2 separate regions of the Lactuca sativa genome follow, and region 1 is linked to region 2. A link is a contact called in public Hi-C data. All regions are on one chromosome and are shown on one strand. Each heading gives the region's core, a stretch centred on a gene start, on an enhancer-like site or on the middle of the called end of the contact. The rest is flanking DNA. Distances are from core to core; before and after follow the strand shown.

The links. Hi-C and Micro-C count contacts between places; a contact is called where the count stands out from the background.
Region 1: a contact with region 2 is called in a Hi-C map of leaf, with 4 times the contacts expected there. The contact joins the promoter of LOC111915667 here to the promoter of LOC111915686 in region 2. A contact is called at or near these places in 3 of 4 Hi-C or Micro-C datasets (leaf and seed).

What each region holds. Positions count from the first base shown.
Region 1 is chr1:18,864,182-18,871,798 of Lsat_Salinas_v11, forward strand. LOC111915667 reads left to right here and starts at 3,508. Exons shown (of 1, transcript XM_023911304.1): 1 at 3,508-4,638. The coding sequence starts at 3,508. The coding sequence ends at 4,638.
Region 2 is chr1:18,653,465-18,660,438 of Lsat_Salinas_v11, forward strand. It overlaps LOC111915686 (UDP-glycosyltransferase 89B2), which reads left to right and starts at 3,286. Exons shown (of 1, transcript XM_023911317.3): 1 at 3,286-4,991. The coding sequence starts at 3,470. The coding sequence ends at 4,879.

The DNA.
Region 1 (7,617 bases), core at 2,258-4,757, 210 kb after region 2:
GATCTAACGACCTTGGTTTGGTTCTCGGGTTATCGGGAAACTTTGAGTTCTCAAATGATCATTTCTCTCTCTCTCTCTCTCTCTCTCTCTCTCTATATATATATATATATATATATATATATATATATATATATATATATATATATACATACATACAAACACACATGTTATATGTTATTGTACACTCAACCAAAGAGATTATACCATGTTTTTTAATGTCCGGGATAGGATAATCAGGGTCGGTCCAAACGTATATGGGGCCCGGGGCGAGAAGAAGAAAAGGGGCCCTTAAAGACAAATATAATAAATATTAAAAAAAAGTCATTTATTCTTCACTATAAACGCGTTCAATTAGCAATAACAAGTAGGTCAAATTGTTTATCTTTTAAGCTAGTTTGAGTTTGAACCAAATTTAGACACTAAAAGTTATTTAGGTAATATTTTTTTTATATATATAAACTATATAGCCTAAAATTTTTGGACCCCCTGGAGACGTGGGCCCTGGGCAGTCGCCCGGGTTGCCCACCGTCTGGACCGGCCCTAAGGATAATTACATAAAGTATATTTTGACAATGTTTGTACCCGTATCAAAATTTATGGTTCCGCTACTATTGAGATTGGTTCATGGTTTTAATACAAGGACGGTGCCAACTTCAGTTTTCCTTGCAAAGCTTGTTACTATTGCACTATGTGGTGTCGGTTTCTAGTTAGAGTTCATTTCATATATATATTTTTTTAATTATAGTTCGTTGGGTACTTGTTTCACTCACCAGTCCCTGGCTACATGCGTTTGTTATATTATATACTAGTTGTGAAACCCGTATATTATACGGGTTAATTAAAACATAATGTTAAACATGAACAATTAAATGAAAAGTTTATTTGAATTTGAAATATGAAATAAGTGAAAATTATGAAAAAAAATGCAAAAAATAAATTAATTAAAATTATGTGTTTAATTGTTAGACCCGTGTACTAAACGATTTATTATAATAAAATGTTAAATACAAATGTTTAAAATGTAAATTTATTTGAAATTGAAATTTCAAATTTCAAATTTAAAATTTGAAATTAATAGTTATTATAGTAGGTTTAATTTATGGAAACTAAATTAATGATATAGTGGAAATGAATAATGAAGTAATTGACAAGTGGAAAACAAATATATTTCAAAATTATGACAAAATGACATGTGGCCAAATAAATGAGAGAATGACAAGTGGCAATTACATTTTCATTTATTAGGATAGATACTGTTTAAATAATGTTGCCGTTCAAAATAAATAAATAAAATAATAAATAATAAGATCAATCGAAAATTATAATATAGTATTCATAAATTGAATTAGGCTTCTCGTAAAAACAACCGCGCGGTGGCCAACAGGCCAACTTTTCAATGGTAATTGGGTCAAACATTTGCATGTGACATGCGAATCATCAAAATGAGGTAAAGCCTTTTACGATGTCGTTTAATGATATTCCGTACACACAACCATGCGCCATTTTACATTTTGTGTCTCGTTTCGACAATCAGCCTATTAGAAGCTCATACAGAAGCAAGCGCCAATCATCCATAGGCGAAAACCTTCCAGCTAACCGTAAATGCGTTTAATTTATTTTCAAAACCGATTGGTATAATTATTTTTGCGGTACAGTTATGCGGTTTTTTATTTTATTATTAGTTGTCGGATTATTAACCGCATGGATTTGATACGATTATTTTGTGTGGTTTTTAGACACCGTTAACCATTTATGATTTTTCATGACTCATTTAAATAATTAAGACTTTTTTTAAACGGTTTTAATAGCTCAAAATGTTACTTGTAATAATTAAAAAAACATAAAATATAAGACAATTAACTTAAATTACAAACGAATAATATCTTAAAAAAACATAATGTAATTAATAATTACCAATAAATATATTAAAATACGAGTTAAGCAGGAGACAACATTGATTGTTTGAGCATGACTACATGAGGGAGACTAGGGCAAACACGATAGAAAAGATTTTTTTGAGAAGTCCTGCTCAGCTCAAAGACTCAACTTTTAGTTCTTATTTATTTATTTTTAATATTCAATATATTAACAATTAATAAAAATATATATAATATTATAATATATGAGGTACGTTACGGTTTTTGTGATTTTTGAAAATTAAAAACTGCACCTCATAGCAATTTTACGATTTTTGAAAAGCAAAAAACCTCACAATCGGTTTTTGTTGTTGTTCTAGTTTATACAATTTTTTCGATTATTTTTAAGTGCGGTGCGATTTGTGCTCAATCCTACCAACGACCATCTCACACTCCCACCCATGTCATACACAAAACATAAATTTGTGATTTATTTTGTTTTGTTAATTTATAATCTTTGGTTAGAAATGTTTATTTTCAATTCTATCAAGAGATGTAACAAAGATTACATTATAAGCCATTTTTAACCATGTGATAGTTAATATTAAAATATTTCATTAGAAAAAAGTGGTCTCACGGTCTGACAAAATTAAATCCGTCTCAAATGAACTTATCTCTCTTTCTCTCTCTCTCTCTCTCTCTCTCTCTCTCTCTCTCTCTCTATATATATATATATATATATATATATATATATATATATATATATATATATATATATATAGAGAGAGAGAGAGAGATTTAATGAGTTTTTATCTTGTTTGATTAATTAATATTATTAATAAAGTTTAATTATAAGTAAATAATGGATAGAATATAATTGAAACTTTACATTGTGTGATTTATCGAAGGAATTTCATGATCATTTATGCTAGTGTTTAATTTATCGTTGGGATTTTAACAACCTTTAAAAAGGTCTATACAAGTGTTTAGGACTACCAAATAAAGACACCGAGAAGTTTTTTGCAAAGACAAAATTAAAAGTTTGGTTAAATGAGATTTGGTCATCGGGGAAGAAATCCAACAAAAAGGTGTTACTTTTCAAAGCTGATTTCAACAAAGCCTTCGACTCGGTGAATTGGAACTTCCTTGACCCTATGATGCAACAAATGAATTTCGGAATAAAATGGAGAATGTGGATGAAAGGATGCTTAGAGTCAGCTAGGGCATCGGTTTTGGTGAACGGTTGTCCAACGGCAGAATTCCAACTAGAAAGAGGCGTAAGGCAAGGAGACCCCCTATCTCCCTTTCTTTTTATTTTGGTTATGGAATGATTAAATATTGCGTTAAAGGAAGCAATATCAAAAGGAGTTTTCCAGGGAATATCTATTCCCAACTCTACTATTCATCTCTCTCACCTATTCTATGCTGACGATGCCATCTTCATTGGTGAATGATCAAAACAAAATATAAAGAACTTAGCAAGGATCCTTAAGTGTTTTCAAGTATCCTCTGGGTTGAGTGTTAATTTCAATAAGTCGAAAGTCTATGGTATATGTGTTGATCCTCATGAGGTAGAAAGATGGTCGTCACCTTTGGGATGTGAGTCGAGCTCAATTCCCTTCACGTATCTCAGGTTCCAGTAGGCGCGAATATGAACCGCAAAAACTCCTGGAAGCCAGTGATAGAAAAAATTAACAATAAACTCTTTGGATGGAAATCAAAGACTTTGAGTTTTGGGGGGAGGCTTACATTAGCAATTTCAGTCCTAGGGAGTCTTCCCTTTTTTTACTTATCAATTTTTGCAGCTCCAGTGGGGGTTATCGAAACCATGGAGAGAATAAGGAGGAATTTCATATGGGAAGGATCAAATAACACATCAAAAATCCGATGGGTGGCATGGGAAAAAATCCTCTCTCCAAAAGAAGTGGGCGGACTAGGTCTCGGATCCATTAAGTCACTGAACTTGGCATTATTATCAAAATGGAGATGGAAATTTTTAAAGGAAAGGTGTGCATTATGGGCAAGGATTATAAAAGGTATTCATAAAATTGATATACAGCTACCATCTAGGATGTCATCCAGATATATTTGTGGTGTGTGGAAAAACATAGATAATTGCAAAACTGCACTGGAGAAATTAAATATTGCAGGTTCTGAAGTTATTCGGCGAGACCAAGAGGGAACAGGATGGGAATCGGATTTTGAAATGGATGGACAGTTTAGTATTGCAGCCTTAAGGAGGAGGATTGACCGGGCAAACCATCTGATTCCCGATGGAGTATTTCAATGGAATAATTGGATACCCATCAAAGTAAGTTGTTTTATTTGGAGGGCAAGATGGGACCGAATCCCGACTGCTCTCGCTCTTTCTAGATGGGGAGTTCAGGTCCAATCTGTACAATGCAGTGCTTGTGTATTTGGAATGGAGTCAGCAGATCACCTGTTACTGGAATGTCCTTTCGTTGCAAAAATTTGGAACCAGATCTGGGAATGGTGTAGAGTCAAACCTCAACGATGTTCTAGGGTAAAGGAGTTGTTAACTAACATGACAATATTTGGGGAATGTCTAAAACGGAAGAAAACATTGCATTCAATCATTTCTGGTGCATTATGGGGTATTTGGAGAGGTAGAAATGAGAGAGTACTTAACACAAGATTCGCTTCCCCGGAATTGGTGTTTGAAGGAATTAGATCAGTGGTTCACGTTTGGATCAAGCATCATTATGGGAAAGGAAATTTTATTTGGGGGGGAATGGCTAAAAACTCCTTTTTATTTATGTAATTCTTAGATTCAAAGTGAATTGTAATTTGGCACCCTTTAGCTTCTTGTTAGGGTTGCTTTTAATAAAATTTGTCAGTTCCAAAAAAAAAAAGGTTGGTTCAAAATATTTTGAAGTTATATCAGTGGTCCAAAACTTTTATTTTGTTGAGAGTTGGGTTAAGTTTGATTTGATATTTTTTAAAATGACAAATTTACCCTTTAGTTTCGTTTTTTAGTTTACTTTTTTTATTACAAAAATTATAAAAAAAAACAAAAAATACTACCCTTCCGCTAAATCCACCATCACCCATATATATATATATATATATATATATATATATATATATATATATATATATATATATATATATATATATATATATATATATATATATATATATATATATATATATATATATATATATCACTACCATCACACCCTCGGTAAACGCCACCAACACTGTCGTCAGTCACCGTCACCACCATCACCGTCGGTCACTGCCGCCACTGTCGGTCATCACCGCAACACAAATTTTGCATATCTGAATAACAAAAAACTAAAATAATTTCAGATCTACGATTTCAAATTCAAACTCAAGACCTACCACCATCATCTGTTGGATTCAAACACTTTCTTTTTTATCTGAAAAATAAAACATTCTATTTTTCCTGATCTACAACTTTAACCTCAAGAATAACCAGATTTTTAAACCCATAAGAACAATTAGATTTGTAATAACAACACATTACTAGATTTGAAACCACAAGAAAAACAAGATTTGTAAACGTACAAGCAATAAATGTATGGTATGGGCACGTTCAAACCCTAACAAAACCAGATGGTCTATGTGAGTTCGAAATTGGATCTAGAAAGACGAAAAAGGGTGGTCCGAGCTCCAACAACGAACATATGTGTAGCTCCAACAACAAACATATGGTATGGGCCCTTTGACAGTTCTGAATATACTTCTTCGGAGCCGCTGCTCATAGCAAACCCATCGTCTTCTCAAAGTGTAACATCAACGCCACCATCTTCAATTCTGGAAAGACAAAGGATATGACGATGTAGGAAAACCCTAAATGAGCAGTGACGCTAGGGTTTCAGTATCTCATAGCTCGTAGCCGTCTTTAGGGAACGATAGATTGGAAGAGAGAATAATATGAAGTTAGGATTTTTGAAAATGCGAAATCTTGAGCTAGGGCCTCTTATATGTGGGGTGGCGACGAAGTGAGCGACATTAGCGTATGTGTTGTACAACGATGCTAGCGGTGGCGAATTTCGAACATATCTCCTTCGTTAGACCTCCTCCGTCACCAGCCTCCTATTTATGAACCCTTCTTCATCTTTCTGGATCTAACGAGAAGGTGCTACGCTTGAAAATAGATGGCGGTAGGATGGTGGTGCTCTATCTCATCTTTAGGCTACATGTGATGGTACTGATTGGTGGTGATGGTGGAGTTCAAAACTCTAGCCGATGGTGGTGGTCGTATTTTCTATTTGTGAAACACATATTAAGATATGTAAAAGAGGGGGAGAGAGAGAGAGAGGGTGGGGCTTGTTTTTTTTTTTTTTTTTTTTCTACAATAAAAAAGAAACATAATAGAAAAATGGTAAAGTAATTAAAAAGGAAAAGACAAGGGCAAATCTATCTTTAAAAAGAAAGTTTTGAAAATTTTAGACTAAACTCAGAACAAATTGAAAGTTTTGGACCACTAGTACAATTTCAAAATATTGGACGAAACATACATACCACATACCACAGTAACCAAACTTGCAATTTTTTCGTTTTGCATACTATGGAGCTTAAGCATTACTATATATATATATATATATATATATATATATATATATATATATATATATATATATATATATATATATATATATATATATATAGGTTTATTTAAAACCATATTACTTTTGTAAGACCGTTAGACCCAATCTAAAAATAATTATAAAATGAAAATAAAAGGAAAAATAAAAAATAATCTTTTTTAATTAATATTTTCGTCATTTTCTAATAGAATATTACACGGTAAATATTCCAATATGATTTTTAGAATATTATAATATTCTAGTAGATTTGTCAGATATATAAAATATTCTAATATTTTACTAGAATATTTTAATATTCTTCTAGAATATTTCACAGATATTTCAAAACAACCGTATTTTTTTTTAATTTTTATATTTTTTTTGGATGAAAAAAGTGACGAAAACAATATTTTAAAAAAAATCAAGAATTTTCAATTATTTTTCATTTTAAAAATGTTTTTTTTTATCTACAAAATGAGTGGCTTGGATTGCGCTCCCCGTCTCACAAAACATAGTGATCTCACATGAACCTAACCATATATATATATATATATATATATATATATATATATATATATATATATATATATATATATATAGAGAGAGAGAGAGAGAGAGAGAGAGAGAGAGAGGGAGAATTCAATTGAGAAAATAAAAAAGATTGAGAATAGAGGAATCATTTCAGCCAATCATTTATTTTTGTCGCAAAACCGTCCATCGTACCAAAAAAAAGAGAAAAGGAACACACATGTGTTTTGGGACAAAACATGTTTCCTTAAATTAGGCTAATCATTACCTTAATGTATTCAAAAAATATAGTTTTTTTTTTGTTTTTTTTTCTAATTTTTAAGAAGCAATTTTATTCGAAAAACGAATTAAAATATATCACAATTTATAAATTTTTATTCTCTATAAATAAACAATCACACTGATATAGTTTTAAGATAAAATATATTTTTTTTTTATAGTTTCAGCTCTTGTTATTCATAAGTAAATAAAAATACATCAGATTTTTATTACAGTATATTCGTTATTCACTTATTATTAAAAAATATGATTAATTTTTATTACAGTTTAAGTATCATTCGGTAACATTCAGATTTTCAAGACCAAAAATTTTGTTTTAATTAAGTAACTTATAAAACAATTTACTGAAAAACATCATTGATTTACATCGTTTCATA
Region 2 (6,974 bases), core at 2,036-4,535:
CATCATTCGCAATTTGTGATGTTTTGGAGAGTTCGCATCTGGAAGCAAAGTGGAGAAGAAACAGATTATGTCGATTTGCATCCCTGAACTTTCAAAGAAGTGAAAATTTTTGACCCACTTTTGCAATGGGGTCATAATGACAAAAATGCAAAATTTTCATTTCGCACACCTGCAGTTTCTCGAAAAGTTGGCAGAAAATACACAACTTCGCAAATGGGTAATAAAAGCTAAGAAATTGCAGAATTTTCATTTCTAGTCCCTGCAGTTTGTGTGAATTTACACATTCTACCCTGTTTCGCAAATGGGGTGTGTTTCGCATATTTGACTGTTTTGGCGCAACGGGTCACTGCAGAATTTTGAAATTGACAATTTCTACCCATTTTTGAGAAATTTTGTCAAAGGCGATCCGTGAACGAAGCTAAAAATTGAATATTTTTTGGATTTTCCGGATTGAAGCACAAAGTTTATGCCACATGTTAAGGGGGAGTTTTGACACGAAAAATTCCAAATAGAGCATGTTCTTTTTCCTTGGAGTTTTATAATCAAATTTCGATTATAAAAAGGGGGAGAAGTTTTATATGGAAATTCGAACTTGAATTTTTCATATTACGCGGATTTGAAGACCGAAGTGATCTTGAAGTTTTGAAGCTTACGAGATGATACAATTGGAAGTTCGGAGGTGATGTATTTGAAATGGGTTTGGTTTTATTGAAGATTTTTAGGGTGTGTTTTTATGCGCAACTTTTGGGTGATTACTTGGAATTAATCATTCGTTGCTGCTCGGATTGTATGGTCTCACATCCTAGAGCCCAAATTGAAGAATCGTGGAAGAATTGAAGACTGAAGTTCGTTTCAACATGTGTCACCTTTGAGGCTCGAACCGCGTAGTTGCTCGACTTTGGAAGAATTGAAGTGGGTCATTCATTCCTAACTTTGAGGGGGAGAATGTTGGGGTGCAAGGTTATTCATGATTGACTTTGTAAATGTTTGACTTTTGTAAAACCCACTTGCATGTGGAGTATTTGCCTTTTGACACATGTGTCAGTGAGAGTGAGCGAGAGACATGTAAACACCTCTATATAAGGTGGGTTCATACCACTTGTAGAGGTGTGCTTGAGAGATGTAAAAGTGAGTGTGTAAGTGTGTGTTATTTATGTAGTCTAGATCTAGATCCTTTTTGTAACACCATATACAATCAATTCATCTCTTGATCACCCAAATCACCATGTTCAATTGTGCAAGCTTTAATTCCGCATGTCAAACCATGTTCTTTGTCACTACAAATATCATGTTTTAGCTACGGAATTTTTCCGTAGTTATTTCGACTTTTTCTTGTAGTGAAGAACAAAAGAATAAAGTGTGTATATATACCTAACCAACATTAATAACAAGAATGTGAGCTGTCATGGCTACCTTTTTAGCATCACCACTTTCAAAAGGCTTCATCACAATTATGTTTGAATACCCTTCAACTGTTCTTATTGTGTCTGGAAAACAATATCAAATCAAAATGAATCAACTGGTGTTATTTTTATATCAAAGAAGTTAAAAAAAGTACCTTCGAGTGTCTCTCCTTTTACAGCAGATGAAAACTCTCGTGCATTTTCTGTAGTCCAAAACTCCCCACCAAACCATTCGACAATCCCAAAATACTCCCTCTAATAATCCATTCGTGTGGCAGATTTGGGACCGGTAAGCAATAAACATCCCCACCAAACTCAAAATGAAACCCACCAAGACTAGATAACTATATAATTTTTTAGATTAAAACCTAGAAACCAAAAATCGACTAACTGATCACGATGACACCCATAAACATAAAAACCTTAATTTATCAGCAAATTTGGGAGAACTTATGGTAAGGGTAAGGGGCTTGGTTCATGTGTTTTTTATATATATTGTGTGTTAAAATACACAAATAAGAATTTTATAAAATTAAATAATTATTTAATTAAATAAATATATATTAATGATTTCCATAATTGTATGTATATTAAATTATATCTATAATTATAATTCTCTTTTTTATGGAAACTAATTAAATTCGTCATTAATGTCAGCAATAACATTCTTTCATAATGAATTTGTATCTAGGTTTTCATGTATGAGTTTGTGTTTTGTTTTTTGGACTCACTCACTTAAAATACAACAAATTTGCCTTGAATATGAAGAACGAGAGTGTATTCTACTAAAATACACTCTCATTTTGTTAAAATATATTCTCATTCTTTTAGAATAAACTTTCATTCTACTATAATGCATTCTCATTCTTCATGTTTTAGTCAACTTTGTTGCATTTTGAGTGAATGAGTCATGAAACAAAATACAAACTCATACAAGAAAAACTATATGCAAATTCATTCTAAAAAAATATGATTGTTGATATTAATAATTAATTTAATTAGTTTCCATAAAAAAAATTATAATTATGGATATCATTTAATATACATATAATTATGAAAATCATTTAATATTTATCTTTATTTAATTAAATAATAATTTAATTTTTATTAAATTTTTATTCTAATAAACAATAAATGTGACAAATATTTGAACCTAACTTTAGTGATAAGATCTTTACGGTTAGATTGATCTAACAAAACAAAAACTAAATAGAATAACTCTAGATATGACAAATTGGGTGCTAATTTCTGTAGTTCTTGTTGGAAAAGAGAAGTATATGAGGACCCAAATATGGTTTAAAAAATATTCAATGAAAGATGGGTTATAGAATCCGAAATCGACGATCAAAATCAAAATAGTTGTGATTAAGAATATTAACATAGATAATCTGGTTCTAGAGGAGGGAATTCTCTGATTCACAGAGCTCAAGTGGAGGGAATTGTTACTTTCATAAAAAGTTTTAAAAATAGTCGACGATTAAAACTGATTTAAATTAATATGATTATTTTGTTAGATAAAGTCATAAAACTAATAGAGATGCGATGAAAAAAATAAAAAATTAGTCAAAACATAAAACTATGCAAATTATTACGTGATATATGATTTATTGGAGGTGCTCTAGCCTATAAGATGCCAAAAGAAATAAGATTATACATTTTTTGGATAATGGTCAATAGAAAATGTGTAGTCAAATAAATACCATACATTACATTTTCTTATTTATACGTGTATGTTGTAAAGTCTAAACAAAGTTACATAAAGTCGAGGTTGATACATTCAACGCTGTCTTTCCAAAATATAAAATAATTTACTAATAATCTGGCTTTAACTTAATATAAGCATATCACATAAAAAATTAACGTTGAAACATTCAACGCTCCAAATACAATTTTTATATTTTGCCTGAAAATTTTATTTGATTTTATAATGTTTGCCACATTGTAGTGCCAAGATCAGTGCTCATTACCAACCCATTTTCTTTAATTATGACAAAAGTTTTGATAAATGTACAAGGAGGACAGAGACCACCCGACCTACCTTGGCGAACAGCTCGCCGCCGCTGACCATGGAAGTTTCCGGCACCGGCGCCCACGTCCTGGTATTCCCATACCCTGCACAGGGACACATGCTTGCTCTCCTTGATCTCACCCACCAATTAGCCACCCGAGGTTTATCCATCACCATACTCGTCACTCCCAAAAACGTTCCACAGTTAACCCCTCTTCTCTCCGCTCATCCAACCACCATAAAAAGCCTCGTCCTACCCTTCCCATACCACCCTTCCATTCCTTCCGGCGTCGAGAATGCTTCCGACCTTCCATTTTCTGCCTTCAACGACATGATGGTCGCCCTAGGCGATCTCTACAACCCCATACTTGAATGGTTCCGCAACCACCCTTCTCCGCCAGTAGCCATCGTCTCCGATTTGTTTTTGGGGTGGACGCATAACCTCGCATGCCAGCTCGGCATCCACCGTTACGTGTTTTCTCCCACCGGTGCTTTGGGTCTGTCTGTGATCAACTCCCTGTGGCGTTTCCTCCCCAAAAGAGATGACCCAACAAACGTCAACACTCTGATTTCATTTCCAAACATCCCCAACTGCCCAACCTTCCCATGGTGGCAGGTGTCCCCGGTGTACCGGAGCTACGTAGAAGGAGACCCAACTACGGAGTTCGTCAAAGATGGGTTACGTGCCAATATGGCGAGTTGGGGAGTCATTATCAACTCGTTTAGGGAGTTGGATCAGATATACTTCGATCACATAAAGGCGGAATCTGGCCATGATCGTGTGTTCTCCGTTGGACCTTTACTTCCTTCTAGCAAGAATACTACCAAAAGAGGTGGTTCTAGTTCAAGCTCTAGTGACGTACTTTCATGGCTCGATAAATGTGCTGCTCACACGGTGGTGTTCCTAAGTTTCGGAAGTCAGTTTGTGTTGACCAACAAGCAGATGGAGGAAATAGCAGTCGGGTTAGAGAGAAGCGGTGTCAAGTTCGTATGGGCAGTGAAGGAACCCACCGGAGGACATGCTGCCGGAGCCTACGGGAAGATTCCAGACGGATTCGAAGATCGGGTGGTCGACAGGGGAGTTGTTGTCAGAGGTTGGGTTCCGCAGGTGGCGATACTTAATCATGGTGCTGTGGTTGCATTATTGACTCATTGTGGTTGGAATTCAATCATGGAAGCGTTGATGGCCGGAGTTTTAATGCTGACATGGCCGATGAGCGCTGATAACTTCTCCAATGCGATGCTGTTGCACCAGATGAAAGTCGGTCTCAAAGCATATGAAGGAGCTGATACCGTTCCTGATTCAGGTGAGTTGGCACGACTATTTAGGAAATTGGTGAGTGAGGAAACAAGAGTGGAAAGAAAAAGAGTGACAGAGTTCGCCATAGCCGCGAAGGAAGCTGTCGGAGAAGGTGGAAGTTCGTGGAAAGATTTGGACCAACTAGTCCTCAACTTGTTCCGTAAATGAAAGACAAAATTGCAAAAATAGTCGGGATGTAATTTTTTTTGGGATTTTAGTCTAAACCATAACGTTTTTGGATTGATGGTCCTTTTAAAGAAGTTTCGTTACGTTTTTAGTCCCTCTGAATAGTAAAATGACTGTAATACCCTTGGATTATTTATTTTTTATTTTTCTTTCATTTTTTTAATCTAATTCTAATATATGTATTTTAATAATTAATAAATAAAAAGGGGTCCTCTCTCTCTCTCTCTCTCTCTCTCTCTCTCTCTCTTCTCTCTCTCTCTCTCTCTCTCTCTCTCTCTCTCTCTCTCTCTCTCTCTCTCTCTCTCTCTCTCTCTCTCTCTCTCTCTCTCTCTCTCTCTCTCTCTCTCTCTCTCTCTGTGTACCCATAACCTGACAACTACAAGCACACACTAAAACCACACACATTGGTCCACATGATTAACCACTCACCCTAAATGAACATTAGCTTTGGTTCAAGAAATGAGAAGCACAAACGATTTCTATCATCATTATAGTCGGACCTGCATCGCCCACCATTTCCAGACCTTCATCATCGTTGATCTGCACTTTGTCGCCGACACCTATCGTCACTTCTCCCCCTCCCTCTCTCAGGTAAGGTAAGGAATGGAATGATTAATTCCCTTGATTTTTCAAGGAGATATCCTTTTCATCATTTCTTCCGATTTAAACATTTTATGTTTTTTTTACCTTGTAAATACACGCAGGAACACGGTGTAGCAGGAACACCCTGTAGCAACAAAACCTGCCATGGTTGCAAACAACTTTGCTATTGATGCATAACAACAAAAACAATATCACTCTGGTTCTCGTTTATATTGTTCTTGAATGGACGCTTATAACCCTCATACTCCTTCATTATGTTTTCTCATACTTAATCATCAAAATTTCCCAATTCTTTGGCTTAGCCCCTTACGTTTCTAGTGTGGTATAATTGTTAAATTAGCGACCATGCTAAATTAACTCCACCCCCTTTCTTCTTACTGGCAATTTGATTTCGAACATAACAGGTATATGTGCTTTAATCAATGGTGCATACGCTTCCTGGCATCTTTGTTTTTTCCGGCCCGATCGAGTCGAAGGAATCATCGTTCTCGGTGTTGTGTTCTTTCCTATATCTACAGATATCAATCTGACTCAATTGTTGACCAAATCATTCAGATTCAGTGGCAGCCATGGTTGTGGCGGTAGTGGCGGGTGGTGGTGGGTTCTTTCTGTGATGGTGGTTGGTTTTTTACGGCGCCAATGAGTGGTGGTGTTTCTAGGTTTTCAGATGTGCGATGTGCTTGGGTGCCGTATAATCAAGTTTACTGAAGATTCATAGTCATTGACAAATAAAATATGGATATGATAATGGTTGAGCCCAAAATCATCCTACAATTGTAATTGTGAACTGTAAAATGTGTGTGTTCGATTTCTTGGTGGTCTCCACTTAAGCTTCATGGAGAGAGAGAGAGAGAGAGAGAGAGAGAGACCCCTTTTTATTTGATTAATTATTAAAATACATATATTAGAATTAGATTAAAAAAATGAAAGAAAAAATAAAAAATAAATAACCCAAGGGTATTACAGTCATTTTACTATTCAGAGGGACTAAAAGGCAACGAAACTACCTCAAAAGAACCACCAATCCAAAAAAGTCGTGGTTTGGACTAAGACCCCAAAAAAATGCATATCATAGGGACCATTTTTGCAATTTTGTCTAAATGAAATTATACTTTGTTGAAAAAATGTAATAATTTATAACTTGTTTCAAATAAATAATGATCTGTTTACTACAAGCTAAACAATGTCACATTAATAATATATTTGTATAAAGTATAAGCTTGTACTTTATTATTGTTATTATTATTATTATTTACTTTTTTGATCGCTACTCAGAAGTTCGGACATCCATAATGTTGAACTTCATAGAATTCAATAGATTGCCACATTATTTTTTTAAATTTCATACAACTCAATCAATTTTGTTCTACAATACATTCAACTCCACAAAATTCAATAGAGAATTACAAAAGCTAATTTATAGTACTCCCTCCGTTCCAAAATTATTGTCCTCAGACAAAAAACACAAAGATTA